3 separate regions of the Mus musculus genome follow, and all the other regions are linked to region 1. The links are chromatin contacts, called in public HiChIP or PLAC-seq and promoter capture Hi-C maps. All regions are on one chromosome and are shown on one strand. The core of a region is the stretch at or near the end of the contact, and the rest is flanking DNA. Distances in the headings are between cores, read along the strand shown. Region 1 holds the start of Zfp536 (zinc finger protein 536). Region 2 overlaps Zfp507 (zinc finger protein 507). Region 3 overlaps Gm36722 (zinc finger X-linked protein ZXDB-like).

Region 1 (2,998 bases), core at 304-2,803:
TTAGGCAAAAATATAATAATATAAAAATAAAAATAAAAAGAGGGTTTTCTTTGAGAAGTAGAAGTGTCCAGATCTCGATGCTCCCATCTGTTGCAATTTTGCAAACAATTACAATATAGATTATCTCCACATACATGAAGGTATGAGAAGTGAGGGAAGGTGGAAATTAGCGCTGTGGAAGTTAGAGAGAGAAAAGGAGAGAGAGAGAGAGAGAGAGAGAGAGAGAGAGAGAGAGAGAGAGAGAGAGAGACCAACTCTTCGGAGAAAATTCCCCGCAAGGTTTCTCTAGGGACAGGTGGAAAGTTAAGTGGCCCCCATTTTTCACTCCCGGTTTGTGAGTCCTTCCTGTTTGTCCGCCTCTTGGTGAGCGCACACTCAAGTCCCCGAGTTCTTTCCTGGAAGGATGCAAGCCTGGAAGGCTGGGGTCGGTGCGGGCAGAAGCCAGGGGCTGGGGCCTGGGAGGAGCAGGGCGGGGTCCCGGCCTGGCGCGCGGGTGGCAGCGGTGGCCGGGTTTTGTTTGCAGGATATTGTTTTGTCTAACGGGTGCCTCGCAGGAGACGTGATTCGTCAGCCGCCTTAGTTTTCACTTGAGCGGAAAATAACGGCGGCTACGTGCGGTCCCTGCCTGCGGGGCTCGAGCGCGCTGTGCGTGTGCATCCTCTGAGGTGCGCGCGGGTGGGCGGCCCGGGGCACCGGCTTTAGGACTAGCGGGCTAGCAGGGTGAGTGCGCGCCGAGCTGGCCTTGGGTTCCTCCTGCGCTTCTCTGGGCAGTCGCCGCCGCCGCTCTGCAGTTTAGCAGAAATCCGACAGGGGCCGCGTTTGCTGAGCGCATCCGGCCGGCTGCAGCCGGAGCGGGGCCGTGGGGCCAGGCCTCTCGGTGTAGACGTTGGGAGGGGGCCGGTGGGTAGTGGTGGGGGCAGTAGACTGGGAGGGGCGCGGGAAATGATCTTGGCCGGAGCGAGCACAGCTCCCCTGTCCCTGCTGTCCCCTCGTGTCCACCGCGAGTTGGGCATCCCCGCGCGCCGGGGCCTTGGCTTTTCCCCCACGGTCCCTAGGTCTCCAGGCAGGGCTTAGGTGAACTTGGGGTGGGGTGTGCTTGCTCATATGTGTGCGTGCGTGTGTACGTGTGTGTAGAAAGGGAGCTTAGCGTGGAGACCCTGGTTTTCTTTCTCAGTTTTTAACAACTGGATTTTGACTTTGAGACCAGCTTCGCTCACTGCTTGGGCTGGGAGGGGGGCGATCTTTCCCCATCACTCACATCTTTGTTCATTGTTCACTGAGTGCAAAGCAGGCGACTTAAAGAGAGGAAAAAGGAGGGAGAGAAAGAGAGAGGCAGAAGAGGGGGAAGAAGAGAGAAAGAAGAGGGGCGTGGGGGGCACATCAGTGTCCCCTCCTGGGTCGTGTTGGAGGGTGAAATAGTAAACCCACGCACGGAGGGTCGCCAGGAAAGTGGACATTACCGCTTTAATTAACTTCGAGATGCTCCGGCGGCGGGACCTGGCGTAGCCGTGACGCGCCCCCATAAATCTGCCGGGCCGGGGCTGCTCCAAGAACTCATACAGTAGCAGCGTCAGATTCAACGCGCGCCTCCCCCGGCCGGAGTCCATTTGCATAATTGGATTTTTTTTTTTGCCTCCTTCCTCCCTGAAACTTATTTGAAAACCCAAGTGAAAACCGCGACGACCTGCACACTCAAAAGCAAGTGCCAAGTAAGTGCCCTGCGGTGCCCTCCGCGCGCCCCGAGGTGAGGGCGCAGTGCTGGGGGCGAGTGCCCGGCCGGCTCGGGGAGAGTGTGCAGCGGGCGGGAGAATTGCATCTGCTGGGCTGGATGTTCGAGGAACTTTTTGTTTTGTTTTGTTTTTTTGCTGTTTTTTTTTTTTTTTTTAAACACAACTCCCAACCCTGTCTCTCCACTTTTCCGGCGAGGTGAGGTGACTGGGCCACGCGCATAGTTGAGGCGAGCCTGAAGAGGAGATCTTGGGGACACAGTTGAGAGTTGAGCATAGGGGTTCTTTGGGAGGGTGACGGGTCTCTGTCGCCGCCGCCACCGCCACCGTCGCTGCCGCGGCTTGGAGAGCTGAGCTGCGAGTGAGCGGGGTTGGTTGCCTGTCGCGCCGCGCCGCTGATGCAGTTTGTCGCCAAATGCCTCCCCCATTATTCTAAGGTTTGTGTCTCAGGGTGTGCGTGCGCTCGCGTGTGCGCCCCTGTGTTTTGCTGGGCTTTAAAAGGAAGAAAAGCAACCAAAACAAGAGTAGGAAGGCTTCCTTTCCAGTCTGCCTTCCCCTTCAGCGTCCTCTGTTTCTATTGCTTGAAAAAAATGGAGTGAGAGCTGTTTTGCCTAAGAGAGGGTCACCACCAACAGATTGACAATTCGGTTGGAAATGCTATCAATTCTACAGCAGAGATGTAGCTGCGGGCATGGCATGCCGGCTCCACCCTGGTCAGGGAAATGGCTTCACAATTTCAAATTGTTGAAAAAAATGCATACTATGTTATTATTAGTAGTATTATTTGCAGTGAGCAGGATGGAGGGGGAAAGTAGATTGCGTTGGAGAAGACTCCAGCTGTCTTTCCCATTTCTGGGCCTGCCTGGGAACTTGGCTGTGGGCAAGGCCCACCACCCTGCATGGCAGGGGCCTGAGACTCAGCTTCCAGCTCTGGGAGTTGCGGGGGGGGGGCACCTCCCCCCATAGCCCTTTGGCCTCTACTCTAAGAGAGCCTAGGGCTTTGGCTGAAGGCTGCTTTAGCTATGATGTCATCCTGATAGCGGTGCAAATGTCTCTTGATCTCACCATTACCCGCCTGGCTGAGTTGTTGGTAATGATAGCACTCTGCCCAGCTCCCCGACAATCAGGACACGGCGCCCTAGGAATTAGCATCCCCCACCCCAACCTGACCAACAAAGAGTCAGCTTCTGAAAGCATGGCCACTGAGCCCAGGTTTTGCATTGGAGGGCCTAACATAGACACTTAATGTGGTTGTCAGACTCCTGGACTGA
Region 2 (2,998 bases), core at 311-2,810, 2.0 Mb after region 1:
TTTCCACCATAATTTTGATGACACTATTTAAAGAAAATTGACTAAAAATTTTCCATTCACTGATTTTGGGTAGCTTTTTGGGGGATGGTGGGGAGCGGAGTCTTTGTGTGTAGTCCTGGCTGACCTAGAGCTCATGAAGACCAGGCTGGCCTCAGCCTCCCAAGTGCTGGGATTAACGGCAGTAGCCATCACACCTGCCAAGATAGGCTTAATTTATCTGTGAAGGTTAATTCATTTCTGTTATATGGATTTTAATAAGAAAATGGATTTATAGATACTAATTCAATTTCCCTAAATTTATTCTATATGGACTTAGATGAATTTTCTCATATTTTCACAATTCAAATATTTATATTTAATGCCAAATGCAAAAAAAATTCATGTTTCCATTTTTATCACCCATTGCTATTGTGCCTACTGGGTCTGGTTTTCATTTTGCTGTTAGTCTAACCAATAATAGCCTTCAGTGAATTTTCTGTGGCTTTAATTTTCCACAATTGGTTAAAAAATAGTAATCACCCAAACCCCCTACCATTTCAGCAGGGCGGCTGGCTCTTCAGAAGATGCTTCCACGTCCCTTCAGACCACATGATAGCAAGCATGAGTGCAAGCCTTCCCCCACCCACGGGGAAATGTAATAACCCAAAGGTTCAGAGCCTCCGCTCTGTCGTGCGTTCATATGAGCCCTTGGGCCTGGGCCCTGCATGTCCTGATAGCATTTACAGCAAGGCTCTACCACGAAGCAAGATTCTGAGTAACACAAGCATGTATGTATGGTTGTCATTGCTGGGGAGACTCTTACCCGGTCAGGGTCACTGCTCAGAGGAGTATCCTGACCACTGCTCTAAGCTTTGGCATGGGAAACCCTGATTTTTGTCTCTTGCTCTGACCACCTGCGCTTCTAAGAGCAAATGGGGAATACTGCTTTAAAATTACTGTGTTCAGTAAACATTAGATGGAGAGAGAGGTGCCAGTTGTGACCTTTATAAATATCATTTTGTCCCTTGCTGTGATCACAGGACTCTGGCAGATGCCCTCACTGGCCTGTCAGCCATGTGCCTGTTCACTTTATCTGTGGCTTGACCACACGCAGCGATCGATACCGGCTGAAGCTTCTGCCCTGGACCGCTCAGTCCCCTGTTCGAGGTTACCATCGGTGGCTTTGTAATTACTGTTCTTTTCCTCACAAAACAAATGTGAGCATCATGTTTACATCGCATCTCTGCAGCGTAGTTGGCTTGACAAAGATGAGCAGGTGTCTCTGGTCTCAGTTTCATAAGCACTTATTTAATCAGGTTTTCAATTGTGCAGCAAGGTGCTCAAAGTAATAGTCTATAAATATATTTAATAGAAACTTGAGTTTGACATTCATGGGCGTAAAGACATGTATTTTTTTTTTAAAGAAATAAGTATTGTGTAACACTATGGCTTTGCTTCTGTAGCCCAAGTAGAGAAACTTCTGGAACGCCATGTAAAAAAGCAATGATTGATTCTGACGCTGATTCATTAAAACTGGATGATTGGCGTTTGGTGACATTCTGTTGCCCGCCCACCCATCACGCTGCAAACCGTGTTTGTGGCAGCACAGGCCGCCTGGTTAGAAGAGTGAGTGCAGCAAGCTCTCTGGCTGGCACCTCTTAATTTTCAGAAGAACTGTCCAAAATTAGAGTAATTTATTTTGCTTTACAGGAGTTTGCCATGTATTGACTTAAATATTGTATTTTGGTAATAAATTTTTTTTGTTAAAAAACCACTTGTTTCTAAGTTTCCTTAGCTGTCTGCGTGTATTCCTGTCTTGGGTTTGTTGAGTTAGAAACTTGCATTTAAGCCACTGAAAGCTTCCCGGGAGCTGGTTGGGGTTTACTGTTAGGCTCTGTTAAGTTGCTGAGGTAGCCCTGGCGCACCAGGGCTGCGTTTCACAAGCATGGGCTCTGGGCCTTCTCCCCTGTTCAACAGCCCTTTAGCTTCCACAGCAGACATGGCGATGCTTCCAGTGCTGAGCTGGGGGTGCCGGCTCCCTTCCTGTAATTAGAACTGCTGAAGGCCACCGACTACAACGCTCCTCATACTTCGATCCTCTCGTAGCCTATCACCAAACAATCTCTTACAGTCGATTCCTTGCAGAGGCCACAGGTGCTCTAATGACTACAGCACTGGGTTTGCTTCCCCCAGTTCGTGCCCTAGGATCCCAGGCCCTCCCAGCTGGAAGTGACTCAAAACAAAGAATTCTCCTTGATAGCTACAGCCTCTTGGACTGTTCTCTGTAGGGTGATGTGGTCCTATCTCTTCTCTCAAGGACCAGATCTCAACACTGTGCCATGACAAGCTAGGAGTATAAGTCAGAGCAGGGGGGGACCTAGATCCAGATCATGGGGTCCCATATGACAGCCATAGCCACATGACTACTGAGCACTGGAGATGGGACTTGTGTTCTGAGGGTAAAACAGAACAGTTGCAAAAATTGAGTACAAAAAGGAACGTAAAGCATCCCAATAGCTTTATATGTTGGCAACGTGTTAAAATAGCTTGGCTATATTGAGTTAAATAAAACATGTTAAAGTCATTTCACTTTGTGTTAGCTTTTCGTTTCTATAGCAAAATACCTTTAACAAAACCAAACCAAAATAAAACCCTCTTAGGTTGACTTGGCTCATGGTTTCAGAAGCTTCTAGCCAAGATCATCTGCAGTGAGGCAGGATCTTATGGTGGGAACATGCAAAGCAGATAGAGAGCTCATAGTGGCTAGGATATCATGGTGGATAGCTCAGTGAGGAGGGGCAGGCAGACAGGTGACAAGATAAAAACATAAGACTTACCCAGGGCAGAGCCAGGAACTGTTATCTCCTGCCAGGCCCCACCTCTGATAGTGGCATCAAATGATGAATCCATGCCTAGCTTGCTGGCTGATGCTAAACTCAGTCCCCAAAAGTTCACAGCCAAACCTAACACAGGCACCTTTGTGGCCACTTTATATCCATACCATAACACACATTATTGT
Region 3 (2,998 bases), core at 235-2,734, 1.1 Mb after region 1:
ACAGTTTTATCCCCGAGTTTAGAAACTCAAGTGAGGTAATCATTTGGACCACTCTTAGGCCACTGTGGCAAGAACTAGGAAGGGGATCCACATCAGAATGCCCTAGCTGGCAGGGATCTCAGCAATTCGCGCTGGAAAGATGACGCTGTTACGCATTCTTCTCCCCAGCATCCCTGCCAGCGACTCGGGCAGCCTCGGATTAAACAAAATCAGTTCATTTCCTGTGTGACAACCCCCCCCCCCCCCCGCCATCCCGGAGAACACAGGGCAGCGGTTCACATCCCACCAGCGGCAGCGTGATGCAAGTGTGTAGATCTGTGTTCACAGCAGGGAGGTGGGGAGAAAGGAGGAGGCCACCGTGCCACGTGCCTGGTGACCTGGCCAGAGCCCAGCTTTCTGGCTTACCCCCCTAAGCCGTTACTTCCTCATTTTTAGCGCCCCTTTTGAGATTCTGAAGGCACCTTCTCACTTCAAAGGTCCTGAGAATATGTTTAATTAGAACTTGGCCGTACAGCCTTTTAAAATAAAACAGAAGGGACCAGCTAATTATATCGCTCCACGTTCTGTGGCAAACATATATTTTTTTAATAAAACACTTTCCTAACCAGAGGAATCCCTTGAGATGCAAATCCTCATTTATAAGAAGTTTCCCAAAGGGAGTTAAGGAGAAAGACTTCTCTAAAGAAAAGAAACAAAGAGGGTGTGTGTGTGTGTGTGTGTGTGTGTGTGTGTGTGTGTGTGTGTGTGTGTTGAGGGGGTGTTTGCAAAGAGCTTTTACAAGAGGCTCTCATGGTGAGGTTGAAATAGTGGCGCTTTAAGGATGCCGACTTTTATTGCAAACACCATCCTTTCCTATCATCTCGATCATGCGTTTCCCGTTTTTTGATTAGTGCCGCAAATGCTAGTATTTCTCATTCTGGTGTATTGCATAAGTGAAGTATTTAAATAAACAAGTGATTTTCTTTCTCAGAATGTTCTTTGTCTCCTACTGTGTGGCCCTGCTTTGCTCTGCTAGGACCCCTTTTTCTACTCAGGAACGTCACAAGGACCTGCTGTGGCTTCCAGGGTGATGCTAGGTAAGGGGTTTTGCCTGAAACTCTTGTCAGCCTAGGGTTGGAAAGACGATTCTTTCCTCACCCACCCACCCCACACTCAGGGGTGGCATCTGTAGAGGTGGATGGCTTGATGCTTCTGTTTGTGTGATCCCCTGGACCTGGAGCGATAAGTGGTTGTGAGCCACCTGATATGAGCACTGGCAACCAGCTCAGGTCCTCTGCAAGAGCAGCGACACTCAACCACAACACCATTTTTCCAGTCCCCCCCCCCTTTAAATTTAACAAATAACGTAATAGGTTTCCTTATGGCATTTTTCATACAGATTTTTTCGTATTCGGGACCCCTCCTTCACTGCCCCTCCGCTCTCCTTTGGTCTCTAAGTTACTGGTTCTCTTTCTCTTCCCCCAGGAGGCCCCCTTTCTACTTTTATTCAGTTGTATCTCTTTCACAGTTCACTGCCCCACCCCTGCCCCGCCCCTTGATTCTTCCTCTGTCTCCGCCCCTTTCCATTTTCCTGACCTAACTTGATTTGAATGCAGGTGTTTGCTCCAGCATTATCCACAGAGCCTGCTGGTAGTCTCAGAAGTAGTCCCTACGTTTGTGTTTGTGCCTCTTCTTTGTACATAGTGGGGAACAGACAGACACTGCGGGGCGGGAGGGGGCGGGGGGACACGAGAAACTCTACTTGCTGGCCTTGAACTTCTATTCCTCCAACTTTAATTCCCTAAATATTGAGATTACAGGCTTGTGCTGCCACCTAACATTGTATTTTAAATTAATTTCACCTTCCGGCAGGATTTTGGTGTGAGAAAGGAGGAAACATTCAAATTCAAATGATCGCTCAAAAGATTTCTACAGGAGATGATTTGCAAAAGAAAGCAGGAGAGAATCAGGGAGTCGGGGACACTAAGTCGGTTGAGGTCGGGAGTCCCGTAGAAACGGAGCCAAGGAACCCAGAGCAGTAAGCTGGAATCTCCTCTAGAAAGCTTGTTCTTCCAGAGAGTCACAACCCAAGACCTACCAGTAGCATTTACCTCTGTCCTTACTTTTTCTTTCCCCTCTTCTGCTGCCTGAGCTCTGCAAACGCCCCAGCAGACACTAGTGGTGAAGGTAGTTCATTGAAACTGTTGACTGGGTCAACCTCCAGGCTTTAGCTCTGGGGGGTGGGGGTGGGGGTTCTAAGGCGGAAAAACAGCAGAAGAGGAACACATTGGGAAGCTTGGATTCTGGCAGTGTACCTGCTCAACTAGCAACAGAGGGAAGTGGGGGGGGGGGATGGGATAGGGAGGAAGGGATGGAGGGAGGGAGAGAGAGAGAGAGAGAGAGAGAGAGAGAGAGAGAGAGAGAGATCTCGACCTATGCCCAAGACCTTTCAGTCTGTGGAGGAATCACTGGTAGACTGGAGAAGCAGACCCTTGGCTAAAGGCCTGCCAAGTCCAGGGCTTGAAGGGTACTCCTGAAAGCTTGGGGTTCGATGTGTGTATGTGTGTGTGCCTCAAAGGGATCTCGTGAGTGACCAAACCCACTGCCTGCAGCTTAGGCAGATCCCAGGTCAGCCACTGTTATTTGATGTCCCTATAATGCTCTTCTCAAAAGCTTCTTAAACTAGATTCAGTAGAAAGGAAAAACCATCCTCCATCCTCGCCCCAGTCAAAGCTTGGCCCTTCGACCTGACTGCCACCCCTCCCTTCCTTGTGTGCTTCTCCTCTGTAGTGAGGGCCACACTGAGTGGAGAACTCAATGCAGAGTTAGAATTTTTATGAGACTCTTATTATATTCTGTCATCTTCTAATCTTTGATATACTTTTGATGGTTATGTGTCACTCCATTGTATTATTATCACAGCTCTTGAAAGAAGATAGAAATTTCTGTTTTAGTTCTGTGTGTGTGCGTTCATCTGTGTGCCAGTTTACGCATGTGCACGCCGTGCCCGTGGGAGTCA

Evidence for each region. Promoter capture Hi-C pulls out the DNA fragments that hold promoters and counts their contacts. HiChIP or PLAC-seq counts read pairs in DNA pulled down with a chosen protein or histone mark.
Region 2: a promoter capture Hi-C map of hippocampal neurons shows a contact between it and region 1, with 9 times the contacts expected there. The contact joins the enhancer-like site here to the promoter of Zfp536 in region 1. A contact is called at or near these places in 3 of 39 promoter capture datasets (frontonasal cranial neural crest, hippocampal neurons and liver), 2 of 115 datasets of contacts at active chromatin or transcription factors (embryonic forebrain and stem cell-derived neural progenitor cells) and 1 of 9 other capture datasets (embryonic stem cells).
Region 3: an H3K27ac HiChIP or PLAC-seq map of embryonic stem cells shows a contact between it and region 1, with 7 times the contacts expected there. The contact joins the enhancer-like site here to the promoter of Zfp536 in region 1. A contact is called at or near these places in 1 of 39 promoter capture datasets (hippocampal neurons), 2 of 484 Hi-C or Micro-C datasets (B cells and embryonic stem cells) and 1 of 115 datasets of contacts at active chromatin or transcription factors (embryonic stem cells).

Annotation. Positions count from the first base shown.
Region 1 is chr7:37,768,307-37,771,304 of GRCm38.p6, reverse strand. It overlaps Zfp536 (zinc finger protein 536), which reads left to right and starts at 1,553. Exons shown (of 6, transcript NM_172385.2): 1 at 1,553-1,709.
Region 2 is chr7:35,771,098-35,774,095 of GRCm38.p6, reverse strand. It overlaps Zfp507 (zinc finger protein 507), which reads left to right. Exons shown (of 7, transcript NM_177739.3): 7 at 1-1,750. Among named protein-coding and RNA genes, the nearest start is that of Dpy19l3, 18 kb to the right of the region's middle. Within about 2 kb of position 1,560, at least 3 of the 459 cell types and tissues checked have an H3K27ac peak or open chromatin away from gene starts, as enhancers often do. A contact at or near this core is called in hippocampal neurons, where this site is marked.
Region 3 is chr7:36,677,292-36,680,289 of GRCm38.p6, reverse strand. All of the region lies in intron 1 of Gm36722 (zinc finger X-linked protein ZXDB-like), which reads left to right. Among named protein-coding and RNA genes, the nearest start is that of Tshz3, 19 kb to the left of the region's middle. Within about 2 kb of position 1,484, at least 12 of the 459 cell types and tissues checked have an H3K27ac peak or open chromatin away from gene starts, as enhancers often do. A contact at or near this core is called in embryonic stem cells, where this site is marked.